2 separate regions of the Mus musculus genome follow, and region 2 is linked to region 1. The links are chromatin contacts, called in public HiChIP or PLAC-seq maps. All regions are on one chromosome and are shown on one strand. The core of a region is the stretch at or near the end of the contact, and the rest is flanking DNA. Distances in the headings are between cores, read along the strand shown. Region 1 overlaps Pla2g4a (phospholipase A2, group IVA (cytosolic, calcium-dependent)). Region 2 has its middle 44 kb from the start of Ptgs2os2.

Evidence for each region. HiChIP or PLAC-seq counts read pairs in DNA pulled down with a chosen protein or histone mark.
Region 2: an H3K27ac HiChIP or PLAC-seq map of the HPC-7 cell line shows a contact between it and region 1, with 6 times the contacts expected there. The contact joins two enhancer-like sites. A contact is called at or near these places in 4 of 39 promoter capture datasets (the 3T3-L1 cell line, the HPC-7 cell line and cranial neural crest), 1 of 15 datasets of contacts at CTCF or cohesin (the NIH/3T3 cell line), 1 of 484 Hi-C or Micro-C datasets (embryonic fibroblasts), 4 of 115 datasets of contacts at active chromatin or transcription factors (the HPC-7 cell line, bone marrow-derived dendritic cells, bone marrow-derived macrophages and 1 more) and 2 of 9 other capture datasets (bone marrow-derived macrophages and macrophages).

The regions. Positions count from the first base shown.
Region 1 is chr1:149,937,899-149,944,231 of GRCm38.p6, forward strand. All of the region lies in intron 1 of Pla2g4a (phospholipase A2, group IVA (cytosolic, calcium-dependent)), which reads right to left. Among named protein-coding and RNA genes, the nearest start is that of Pla2g4a, 20 kb to the right of the region's middle. Within about 2 kb of position 2,568, at least 61 of the 459 cell types and tissues checked have an H3K27ac peak or open chromatin away from gene starts, as enhancers often do. A contact at or near this core is called in the HPC-7 cell line, where this site is marked.
Region 2 is chr1:150,205,375-150,211,707 of GRCm38.p6, forward strand. No RefSeq gene overlaps it. Among named protein-coding and RNA genes, the nearest start is that of Ptgs2os2, 44 kb to the left of the region's middle. Within about 2 kb of position 2,982, at least 5 of the 459 cell types and tissues checked have an H3K27ac peak or open chromatin away from gene starts, as enhancers often do. A contact at or near this core is called in the HPC-7 cell line, where this site is marked.

The sequences.
Region 1 (6,333 bases), core at 1,318-3,817:
CTTGAATTCCTGTCCTGCTTCTCTAGATGATACGCTGTAACATGAACTTGGACGTCGAATTAACTGCTTCCTCTTCTAGTTGTGGTTTCCCATGGCCTTTATCATAGCAAGAAAGAAGCAAACTAAGGGTATGACTAACACACAACCTGAGGTTTGGAAGAGATAAACTACATGAACACTGCAACCCTATTTCACTCTGCTAATCCCTAACCTCGAGGCTAATCCAACTTAAGGGGGCATCCAACATTGTCTTCTGGAGTTTTCAAGCACCAAAACTTAAATGTGCACATATTCTCACATAAACATAAACACATGAACATAATTACAATTGAAAATAATAAATAAGGCCAAAACTCACAAAGATTGTGATAACATACACAATACCTATACAGGTTCAAAAAGGAAAAAAAAAATCCCAGCTCTAAGAAGGGGAGATGAACACAGAGTTCTACCCCTAACCTACAAGCTATTACAGTCAATCGATACCTTCCGAGAAAGGGAAAATTAGTTTTCTCCAATAGACTATCACTGGGTATATAACCTACAAGTCAGGGCAGGCCACATGCCAGGAGAAACTGGCTAACACAAAATGCACTTTTTGTTTTGTTTTGTTTTGGTAGTTGTTTATGCTTACTATGGGTTTTTTGTTTGTTTGCTTGTTTGTTTTGTTTTGTTTTGCTTTTTTCTTTTTTAATGTTTAGTTTTGGTTTTTATTGTTATAGTAGATCCATATTGGAATCTATGAAAGCAAAGAGGGTTATGACTGGTATTCTCACCAAAATTATTCTCACCCAAATTATTCTCACCCAAATTATTCTCACCCAAATTATTCTCACCAAAATTATTCTCACCCAAATTATTCTCACCCAAATTATTCATGTTAAAAGCTGTAGGTGGGCTATGGTGTAGTTCAGTAGTAGAATTGCTGCCTTGCATGTGTGTTGTCAGCAGGCTTCTATAGCTATTAAATTCACAAACTGCAGCTTTAGAAAAACAAACATTTCTCGGTAGACTAATCTGGTCATTCATGCAACCCCTAGGTCATTGCTAAGTACGAGCATATGTTAGGCACCAGATACAGTAAACAAGGCAGAGCTCCTGCCTCCCAGAAACCTAGAGATTGTAGACATAGCAAAGAACAGCATAGCTCTGCACAACACCTAACGCTTCTATGTTAGTAAAAGCAGGATCGTCTTCTAGGATTGATGCCTTCTGATGAAAGGGCTCCTTGAAATCTACCTCCTCTGTGAAAATAGTTTTCATGAGTCCTTTAGTCTTATAGCAGAAAACCAGACAGTCTTCACTTGATCACTAAATGATTCTTTCATACTTATTTATTTCACACTAAAACAAGAAAACTTTTTCTGCCATACCATAATATGAATGCATACACATACATATATATGTGGAAGAGAGCTTAATGTGATGCTTTTACTAGGAACATGGTACAGTATTGTATTGTCCCGTTTGATTAAATGCTAAGAGAAGTCCACCAAAATTGTTTTATGGCTCAACTCCTCACCGTTTGACAAACACTGATGTAGGAGACTTCTAGATTAGATTTTCATCTCTATCCCCGTTCCCGTTCCATTTCCTTCCTCTTTTCTATTCACAACCATACAGATCATCTTCCCTTTCGCCAAGTGTAGGATGTTCTCTCAGGTGCAAAACTATAGCCTGCATCTTTTGTCCATCCACTTATTTAACAAATATTCAAGTAGAACATTTAGCTATGTCTATCAATCATATTCCAAGGTCCCAGAGGTAAAGCGACAATTGAGATAGCTGCTCATCATTGTAAGAACTTATATTTTACAGAACAATCACACAGTAAATAATGTAACAGGAAAAGGCGAGCGTCTCCTAAAGCTAGGCTGTGAAAAGGGTAAATGAGTGGTCTTAGAAGATAATGTTCCCAGCAGGCATGTGGAGGAAGTGACAGAGAACCTGTGGCTACTAAATAAAAACCAACAGCAAAAATGGTTGGTGGGGAGATTACAAAGGAAGCTGGGTTAGATCCTGAAGGCCTCGGTAGGCATCACTTGTATACCAGCTAAAACAGACCTAAGCTTCAGAACTCAGCTTCAAGGTCACTACCCCTGAGAGATTTTTCTGTGACCTTCAAAGCATGTCTGATCCTGTTTTTATTTTATATTTCTTCAAGCCTTTAATTCCCATTCCAACATGTCTGCCTTCCTTTATGGAACTAAAGCCAGACGCATAAAGTCAGTGTCCATGTTCACCTTGCTGTTCTGTGTGCATAGCATGGTGCCTACAGCAAAGCAGGTTCAAGATAAAGATGTGTTCAATGGATGATGGATGATGGACAGAACTAGGAATAATGGCAAGTGTGTGCATATAGGAAGTTCTCACAATAACACTCTTTCAATGGTCCTCCTGTTCATTCCTAACTATATTTAACAGCAAAAGATGCTATAAATGAGACTGTACTTTAAAAAATAAAAAGAGGAAGAAGGAAAATTCCACAAGAACTGAGATGACTCTTCATTTAGAGGAAATCTGTTGCTGGAGACCAAAGCCTGGTGTCAGCAACTTTATTTCCTCTTTTCCCATCCAGTAACTCCATTCATAACTACCATGTTCACCATCCGACTATTAGCCAAAACCACATCCTCCAGCCAGACCTGGGCAGACACTTCCCTGGCAGGAAATGTGTTTGAGATAGTTAACAGGTTAAGTATCCAACTAATATTCTTTCTTAAATGTTTATATTATTATGTGGTAATTTCATATATGCATACAATGTATTTAGATCCAACCAATATTATTAAATCCACCCCCATCTTCTCTTGTCTCCACCTCTCTAAAGCTACAGAGTTAAGAACTACGAGATAACTAGATATTAGACAAACATGACTCATGGCATTAATCCTTTAGTCCTAGAACAACTTCCTTTTTCTTGTCTCCTTTAATTCCACCCAGGTCTAAACTTTTTCCAGCTCTCATGAGATTCAGGCTGCCTTAGAAGATTTCCGTTAACTTTTGCAATGAGCCAAGGTAATGAACTCATGGATTTAGATACCAGGTCCATTTAGAATGGAAAGAAGAAACTATTGAAGGAAGAGAAAGTGGATCACTGACTTTCTTCCTCCCTACCCTAGATCTAATATTTCTGCTCCATTTTTTAAACTTCTTTTTCTATGGCAAAATGCACTTACAAAGAGCAATTTAGAGGAGGAAAATGGTTATTTGGCTTATAATCTTAGGCTCCAGCCCATTATTAAGGGGAAGTCAAGGTAAGAAATCAAATCATCACACCACACTTATAGTCAAATCCCTAGAACCAAATCAACTAATGATACCCATCTGTGTCCTAGTAGTCGGGAGATAGAAACATCAGGAATCCAAGGTCATCTTCAGCTACATGAGTTTGAAGTCAGTTTGTCATACATGAGACCCTATCTCAAAATCAAAACAAAAACCAACCCACCAAACAACAACAAAACCATGCACAATATATAAAGTATACCAATAATCCATATTTAGTATTTTTATTTTATAAAAATAGGTTAGCATCTTAGCTAAAAGTTCCACTTAAAGGTTGAATATCAAGCTAGACAAGCTTCCAGAACAGCAGAGAAAAGAAGTTGAAAAGTTCTGGCTGTGGAAACACTGACAAAGCAGAAATATCATAAGTAATCAATTACTAACTCTTCAAAAGAACGTAAAGCATATGAACATATCTTCCAACATGCCAAGAACCAGAGAGAATGAAGACCTTTGGCATTTTAGGAAGGAGCTGTTCCTACCCTCCCCAGTTTCTTAGCATGAAGTTCTAACTAGTAAGGCAGTACAGCCTTGTGAATACACAGCTCTGCTGCCTTGCTGATTGGTACTGGACAGAACATGGAAAATTCTACACCCCAGATGTTGTTAGAGAAACCAAAGATCACAGAAGCAACCACCAGATACATCTTATACTATAATGTGATCCACACTGTCTGGGACAACAACAAAACCAGACAATAGACCAGCCAGAAAATTAAATATGGCAAAAAGAACAATGTGTAAGGCTCCAGATACAATCTTCAACAAAACAGATGGGGAAAGGTTAATGGAGAAAGGCCTAGGTGATGTCCAGTGTATTCCTGATATGCTGAAAGAAGGTAGGCACAGTTATGCCATGTGAGGATCATAAAGGCAGAGAGGAAAACGTAGTCAGGGACTTATAAACTGTCCGAAGTTAGAAGGCATTCTTGAAGCCACTTGCAAGACAGATGTCATAGCAGAGATGTACTACTTATTTAAGATCCTTAAGTAAATCTTTGCCCAAGCACTGGCTGACAACTAAGCCATGCTAACCTAGAAAGAACCTTAGGAAAAGGACACAGAAAGCAAAAGCAAGAATGGAAACAGAGGATAACCTGAGCAAACATTCCTAAGCTTGACCACAAGAGAGCACATCTGTGAATAAGTTGAGGACCGTCACTGAAACAACTCAACAGTAGCAATAACTTACCCATAAAACATTTCAGAATCAAAAGACGCCATCACATACAATTTACACTTTGGTGTGTAATCTAGACTTTCATTTTCAGAAGTAATCATAAGAAGGCCAGGAAGAGGGCTCAGCTGGTAGAGATGACTGCCACCAAGCGTGAGGATCTGAATTCAGACCCCAGGATCTCCATGGTGGAAGGAAGAACCCCCTTCTGCACATTGTTCTCTGACATCCTCCACACAAGCTCCTTGGCAAGCACAGACATAAACACACTAAATAAATAAATAAATAAATAAATAAACAAACAAACAAATAAAATGTAACAAGGTTTTTAAAACAAACAAATTAATAATAAAAAGGACAACAAAAACAGTGTTAATCATACACCAAAAGTTTCCAAGGAGAAAGAGGAAAAGAAAAAAAATGGTAACAAATAATTGGCTGAAATTCCACTGAACCTCATTTAAAAACATTTCAATAAAGCTCAGTTCCTCCAAGTGGGATAAATACAAAGAAGAATGTTGTCTAGACACATAATCCACCTGGTGAAATTCAAAGAAATAGAGAAGAATTTTAAGAGCAAGAAAATAACAGCTGCCCATGCATGAGATAACCAAAGATCAACAAATGCCTTCTCATTGGAACCAACAACATCCTGAAGGCAGTGGGATCACATGGTCAAAGTACAGAAAGAATCAAGCTGTACACTGAGAAAAACGGAGCCACCAAACTCTTTCAGAAATATGAGCAGACAGAATATCAGTATAATGGCCTATTCTGTTGATCATGTTTTATTTTTTATTTTTCACTATATATATAGTTATAAATGTAGCTATATTGGAGTAAGGAAATGACAACAGATGATCTGAATTCACAGGAAGAAATGAAGAATATCAGACTCAATATGTCTTAGTTTTATCTCTATATTTTATAGAAGGATGAGGTTTATAGAAACATGATTTATAATAATGCAGATATGATACATGTAACAGCAATAGCCAAATAAGTAAAGAAGCCCTGTAACTACATGGAAAGACTATTTTACAAGAATAAGTTAAAACTCACATGAAGAAAACTGTAATAAATTAATACATTAGCTTAATTCCTAGAGCTACTAACAAACTCATTCAAATATCATTGAAATATCATTAACAAAATTATCTAAATGAACCACCAGGCCAAAATGAAACAAACAAACAAACAAACAAACAAACAGGATCACCAGAAAGTAGCTACCGATTACAGGGACCAGAAGACTAAAAAGAAGTCAATAGAGAAATGAGATGCAGTTAAACAGAAACCTCAGTGGCAGAGAAAATTTCAAACCCTATCTCTATCAACAATGAACGTGAAACCAGATGAGGCATCACAGATCTGAAATCCAAGCACTTGGTAGGCTGTGTCAGGAAGATTATAGGTTCAAGGTCAGCCTGGCCAGAGAGAACCCTGAGAGCTACTGTATCTGCTGCTGGTTGCCTGCCAGGAGTAAATCATAAGACTGTATTGCTTAAGGCATAGCATACAGGACTAGAGAATTCAAGCTGAAAGTGATCCTTCCTCCCACACAGTTCGTTTTTATAGTTTTCACAGATACTATGCAGGCTCTTGGGCTGCTATGGAATAATTATCAACATTCTCAGCTATGGACCCTGCATGTTGTATTACCAACCTGCAAGGCAAAAATGAGGCAATATTGGCATGACTTGTGGGCTAACAAATTACTTTCTAATTGGAACTGAGGTCTTCTCTCCACAAGAAGGAATTCATGTCTGGTACTGAACACGTGATCAAAGTCAATGGTTAGTGAAGTCATGGGCCTTACTGGGGATGATACCCTGGTTTGTTTTATTTGTTGTTGTTATTGCTTTGTT
Region 2 (6,333 bases), core at 1,732-4,231, 270 kb after region 1:
GCCCAGCCCCTGGACTGGAAAGTTTAGGGGACTTTGTGGAGTATGCCAGCCATACCTTGTAACAGGTAAAGACTGAGGTATGCTGGGAGGATCAGGCCAGTGCAGTCCACTCTGATATGTTCAATAGGCACCTCAGCCATTTGTCCCAGGTTTGAAACTTAAGACTATCTAGTGTAAATATTTTTGAAATATGTTGTAGTGCGGATCTGGAGACCTCTATTTGCAACCCAAGTACTTGAAACATAGCGGGGGTTAGATCAATTCAACTTCAACATCAAGGCCAACCTGGTCTACACAGGAAGTTCCACACCAGCCAAGACTCTGAGTCAACCAACAAATTGCCTGGTAGCACATAACTTTAATTCCAGCACTCGAGAGGCAGACGTAAACAGAGCTATGTGCATATGAGGCTAGCCTGGTCTACAGAGTGAGTTATATAACAGCCAAAACTACACAAATGAACCCTGTCTCAAAACAAAACAAAATATAAAACGAAAAGAAATACACTATAATAAATACGTTTAATTTGCCTACTATATTTATTTTGTGGGAATTTAAATTCAAACTATTCTTTTTGAAACTAAGATTAATTTAGTTGAACTTTAGCAATTATTTATATTTTATATGTGTATGAATGTATTATGATGTTTGAGACCATGGGAAAGATCACTAGGACTCTATGGAGACTTTAGTCAGATGACTTTAAGATACTGTCAGATCTGGGACTGTGGAACAGTTAAAAGAGGAGAGGAGCTTTTAAACTCAAAAGCCACAATTCATTTCCATTATGCACTTTTCAGGTCTAAGATAACGTACCTGATCTTTTTCATTCCTGGAAAAGTTTAATGTTGGAAACCAGGCCGTGGCTAACATGAACTGGGTTACACCTGAGAGGCAAACCGGGGCTGAAAAGAGAGGGGAAACTAGGCAGAGGAGAGAGAAATGGATCCAAGACAATGTTCTGATCAAGGCTCAGATGTTTAATAAAAGTCTGCACTTATAAAGAGGGAAACCCATTCCCTGTCATGCCAAGTTTCTTGATGTTGAGATGCTAAGTTGTCAGCACAGCCTTTTAGCAGAAAGTCACCAAATTCACAGGTTGCAGTTAACTCTTGGAGAACTGGTTCAGCCTCACGGCAGGTGGCAGGCAGTATCACATCAAAGGAAACTAGGTGAGTCAGAGAAGCAGCACTGCAGGTGGCCCTGCCTCAGTGGCATAAGTCTGAACCAGCCTGCCTAGGCTGAAGGAGGTTACAGTTTAAATACCTGGTATTGTCTTTACACTCTTGGGTTGTTGATAGGGATGGCCTTAAGCCTCTAAGATGATTGCATTCATCAAAATGAAGTTCTCACTGCTACATTCTTCATCTGACTCTGCCTCCTATGAATCAGATTGCTTATTCACATTCTTGTAGGGATAACAGTTTATACCTTAACTGTATTAACTCATATACATATTATTATATTATATTATATATTATTCATACACACACACACACACACACACACACACACACATATATATATATATATATATATATATATATATATATATATATATATATATATATATGAATAGCCAATTCATGTAATTCATGATACAAAGTCTTGTGGTAACACCCAGAAGCAACAGGAGTAGTGGGCTTTAGTTGGTAAAAAATATTCTCTCCCTTTTTCCCATACACACACACACACACACACACACACACACACACACACACACACACGAGGAAGGACATAAGATACAGGAGCATCCCCTGCAAAGTTGCAATTCCAGATGCTGAGCAGTTAAGTGGTTAGAAAGTTCTCATAATCTTTAGGTCAGAAACACATTGTATAGGAGTTAATGGCTGGTCTTTGTGATCAGAGACTAGTTTTCCCAAGATAGATGTAGTAATTAAAGTATTCTTAGGAGCTACTTTCACAAGATGGAGTAACTATAATTTAAGAGCCCACCACAAACCCAACAGATGTGTACACTTAAGTGTGTTAAAGACACGGGGAATATGTATGACGAGTAAAGCAATTTCTATTTGTTTACATATTTGACAGATATTTTGTTAAGCAATTACGTCTCTGCCAATTACTAGCAATGTAACTCTTTTTCCCAGTGGGCTCTACTTTATGCTGATGAGAACGAGCTACTGACAGTAGCTCCAAGGCTTCAGGATGATCATTTTAATTGTCTAACAGCTCATTGTGATAGACAGAGTTGGAAACTGAACAGGCGTTTGTTTGAGTGGCTACCTTAATTTACCTGTGCAGTATTTTTTATTTGTGAGCTCATTAAAATAAAGCAATTCTGATTTTCTAATAAATTCATCAGAGTTTACAAACAGTTCAAATGATTACAGTTTGATTTGGTTGAATTGACTTGTACTAGTTCATTTTGTAGGGAAATGATACTGTTGACAGAGCATGAATGAAAATCTCAGTCAAGAATATAGTATTTATTAGAGATAAATCAGAAAATTTTAAGCTCTGAAAAATAAAATAAAATAAGGCATAAAAGATAAAGGATAAGTATTGCCAGGACCAATAAAGTCACGTGAAATTATGTCGTTTTTCAGGAAAATAAATGCAGCTAAAATTAATCTTATTAAGTGAATAGTATCCGTCTAGATATGGAACTATTGCATATGGCTTGTCATTAGTTCAATGAACAATGAAGATATTCAATAACTGTTTAATGTGTAAATGGATATAAAACTAAAAACAGTGCCCTTCAGTGGCTTAGTGGGTAGGAGAATTTGTCCTGCAAGCCTGACTACAGATTTCTAATCACAGTAATAGATTATGATGTTTTACCTTAGCCTCTTAAAAAAAAATCTCTATGAAAGAAGAAATCATCCCACCTACTTTCATTTCTACAACAAATAGCATGAAAATGAGAAAGAACAACCCTCTTGACAGTTTGACAGTATCGCTCATCACAATGGACAGCAGCCGCCTGTCAATTCTTCCTGTAATAGAGGAAGGAAATGAAGACGAGAATTAATCATAGAGAGGGAGAAAGAGGAGATGTTAGGGCTCAGAGCCTGAATAGCTCCGGTTACAAATGTGTCAAAAGAAACTGAATAGCTCATGGTTTCTGAAGCCAGGAAGCTGTTTTGACAGAGTTAGCATGTGAACAGACTCTAAAAATTTAAAGGATTAGATTGCAGAATGTGAAGAAAGAGAAAGAGAGGCGATATCACAGATTGTACAGAAGAGGGGTCAAAAGAGGAGGGTAGATATAAGTAGGCCCTGAGTTTTGAGAGAGAAAGGATGCTCTGCACTGGAAAGAAAAGAGAGGACATGTTAAAGCCTGAGCCACATACTCTTATATTCCCCTGGGCTGTGTGTGTGTGTGTGTGTGTGTGTGTGTGTGTGTGCCTGTGAATTTGTGTGTGAGGGTGGATAAGTGAGCATGTATGTGCATGTGTGTGTGTTCCTCAAACCAAGCAGGTCATGATAAACATTCTTTACAATTAAACTAATATATACATTATAAAAATAAAGTTCCTTATCTGTATGTTTGTTTACTCAGAGTCCACTTGTGACTTGTGTTGAAAAGGCTATGTGTTTAAGCAGTACTATCAATAGCAAAGGAAACTCACACCAAACTCACACCAGCCAGCTACTTGTAATAATCAACATGGGCTATTAGTCATGAATCTGCTCAGTTAGATTCTAGGTAACCAGACACTGAAAGAAAGTAAATAGAAGACCAAGTTGAGTAAACAGAACTGTTTATATTTTTATGTGTGAGCCAGATCCAAACTTAGATCCTCATGGTTACACAGCAAATTCTCCTACCCAATAAGTTGTCTCCCCAGCCAACAGACTTTTATTTTTAAGACTCACAGAGTTCAATTTCTTCTCTGGCACCTCAGCTTGCATGCTTTTTCAAAAACTCAAAAGTAAAATGTTCAAAACTGAAATGAAATCTGATTCTCACTCTCCTCCATAACTTCTCCTTCCGAGGAATAGGAAACCATCAAACACCCAGTTATCATAGCAAAAGACGGGAGCATCAAAGTTAGATCAAAATGACCCATACATTCTCTTTGTTGGATCTTCTGTGTGTACAGCAGACACACACACACACACACACACACACACACACACACACACACACACACATCACAGAGGAGGAAACACCACCAGGCAATTCTTTGTACTTTTTTAAAAACACAAGCCCTATTGCAGGGAAAGATTGTTTCTCACTTAAAAAAAAAATTCTAAGCCAGAGTTTATAATGAGTTCTAGGCTAGCCTAGTCTCAAGAGCAAGGCTCTGTCTCAACAACAGCAGCAGCAGCACAACAACAAAGTTATAAGTAAATAAATTCTACAACAAAGTCAAGTTTCTGGTGGGGGATTGTTGAGACAGTGGGATCTAAACTGGAACATACTAGATTTCTGTTGTTGCTGCATAATAGGAATTTCCTGTTAGTCATTAAGTATGTCTTTACCCTCTCTACCACTATCAGTGTAACCTATTGCAAATATCAATTATAGCTACTTGTCCCATTATAGTCTCATTTTGTAACTATGATTTATAGACACATGACCTTATTTAGTTCTTATACATGTGTACTAAGGCATAGTAAGGAAACAGACTCTTATTTAAAACAAATACTTCAATGAGTTTGCACAGTAGGTAGTGTGAATGAAATTGCAAGCCAGTATTTACTAGTTTGAAGCAATGTGTTAAACAGTCTCATACTTAACTTGATCCTCATAACCAAAAATTCTATTCTATTACAAAATGTGCTCCCAGGTAACAAAACCATTGCCCCAAAACACAGTGTTCTTTTTGTGTAGTCTAAACTTTCTCTTAGTCTTTCCAGTATCACCATAGCATTTGTGAAAGCAGGATCCTCCCCCTCATCCCTTTTTGCACTAGGAATCAACCGCAGGGTTTTGCATATTCTAGCAAGTGCTCTACTCCTGGGAAATATATCAATATTTTGACAAGTTATCCATTATTCTGCGTGAGAAAATCACAGTTCTCACTATATCACTGTAAGAGTTAGAGTTCTGAGGGGAAAGGTTTCCCTAATAGATATGGTGTCGCAACTCTGATGGGAAAGTCTTCTCCTATACAAGTGTTACAGCTCTGAAGGGAAAGGTATCCTGCCAACTGAGAGCCAAGGAATGCCACAAAGTCACACAACACAACAAGCCTCACACAAAAGATTTATTGGGAAAGACACAAAGAGAAGCTACCTCTACTCAGGCAAGAAGAAGCAAGGAACTGAGCGAGAGACAGGCTTAAACAGGGTTTCTCGAGGGAGAACTTTTCCAGGGTGGGGACTAGAGAAATTTCAAATCCTAAGCTTGGGGCAAGCCCAGGAATTGGTGAGATTTTGAGCTCAGGGACTAGTGGTTTGGGGTAAGTTTTCAAACCCAAAATTGAGCTTGGACTCTTTATCCCCTTTACCCTGCAGTTATTCCTCTTATTAAAATCATTTATGAGTTCAGAATTGTCTAAAGAATGAAGTTCTATTGGGTGGTGGTGGTACATGCCTTTAAGACCAGCACTCTGGAAGCAACTGCAGGACAATCTTTGTGAGCTGGAGGTAAGCCTGATCTACAAAGTGACTTCCAGGACAGCTAGGTAGGACTGTCTTGAAAAAAACAAAATTAATCATTAAGTTCTACAAAAGCAACAGTGATAAGTCATATGAAGGGAAAAATGGGAAAAACAAGGGCAGTGTCTTTAACTGAAGGCAGGAGAAAGAGGCTAGTACAAGAGAAGGAGGGAGGATATTTGAAAACTCCCTAAGAAATCATATTTTTATTAACCTAAAATTGTCTATAATAAATGTAAGCATAAGTATAAACATATATAGTTTAAGTGACTATAAGCCAATTCGGTCGACAATATTCCCCAAAAAGCCATAGGCTGTGTAATAAGATGCACAGTACTGGATATGAGAAACTCCCTTTGAGTTGTTGGTCCAGAGATTCCCAAAACAATATAGACTATTACTGTTACCCTTGCTTGCTTTCCACGGGTTAAAGGTATGTTTCTATTGCTAAAGACTCCATGTATTGTGGACTTAGGATTAGACAGATCTAAGGAGAAATAACTTTCATAGTCCTGGAAAGTGCTATGGAACCTGCCAAGGGAGGGAAGCAACCAATCTTACCTAGCTTTGAAGTCTATAATTCACAATAACCAGCATGGCAAGATATTCCCAAAAGTACAATAGTGGCATTTGTATCTTGGTAGTAACCAGTAGCTGTCTAATTGAACATAAGTTTCACTTGACAGAAGGGAACTACTGGAAGCCTAGCCAACAACATGGAGCTAGTAAAGTCATAGATTTTAGAAAAGAACCTAC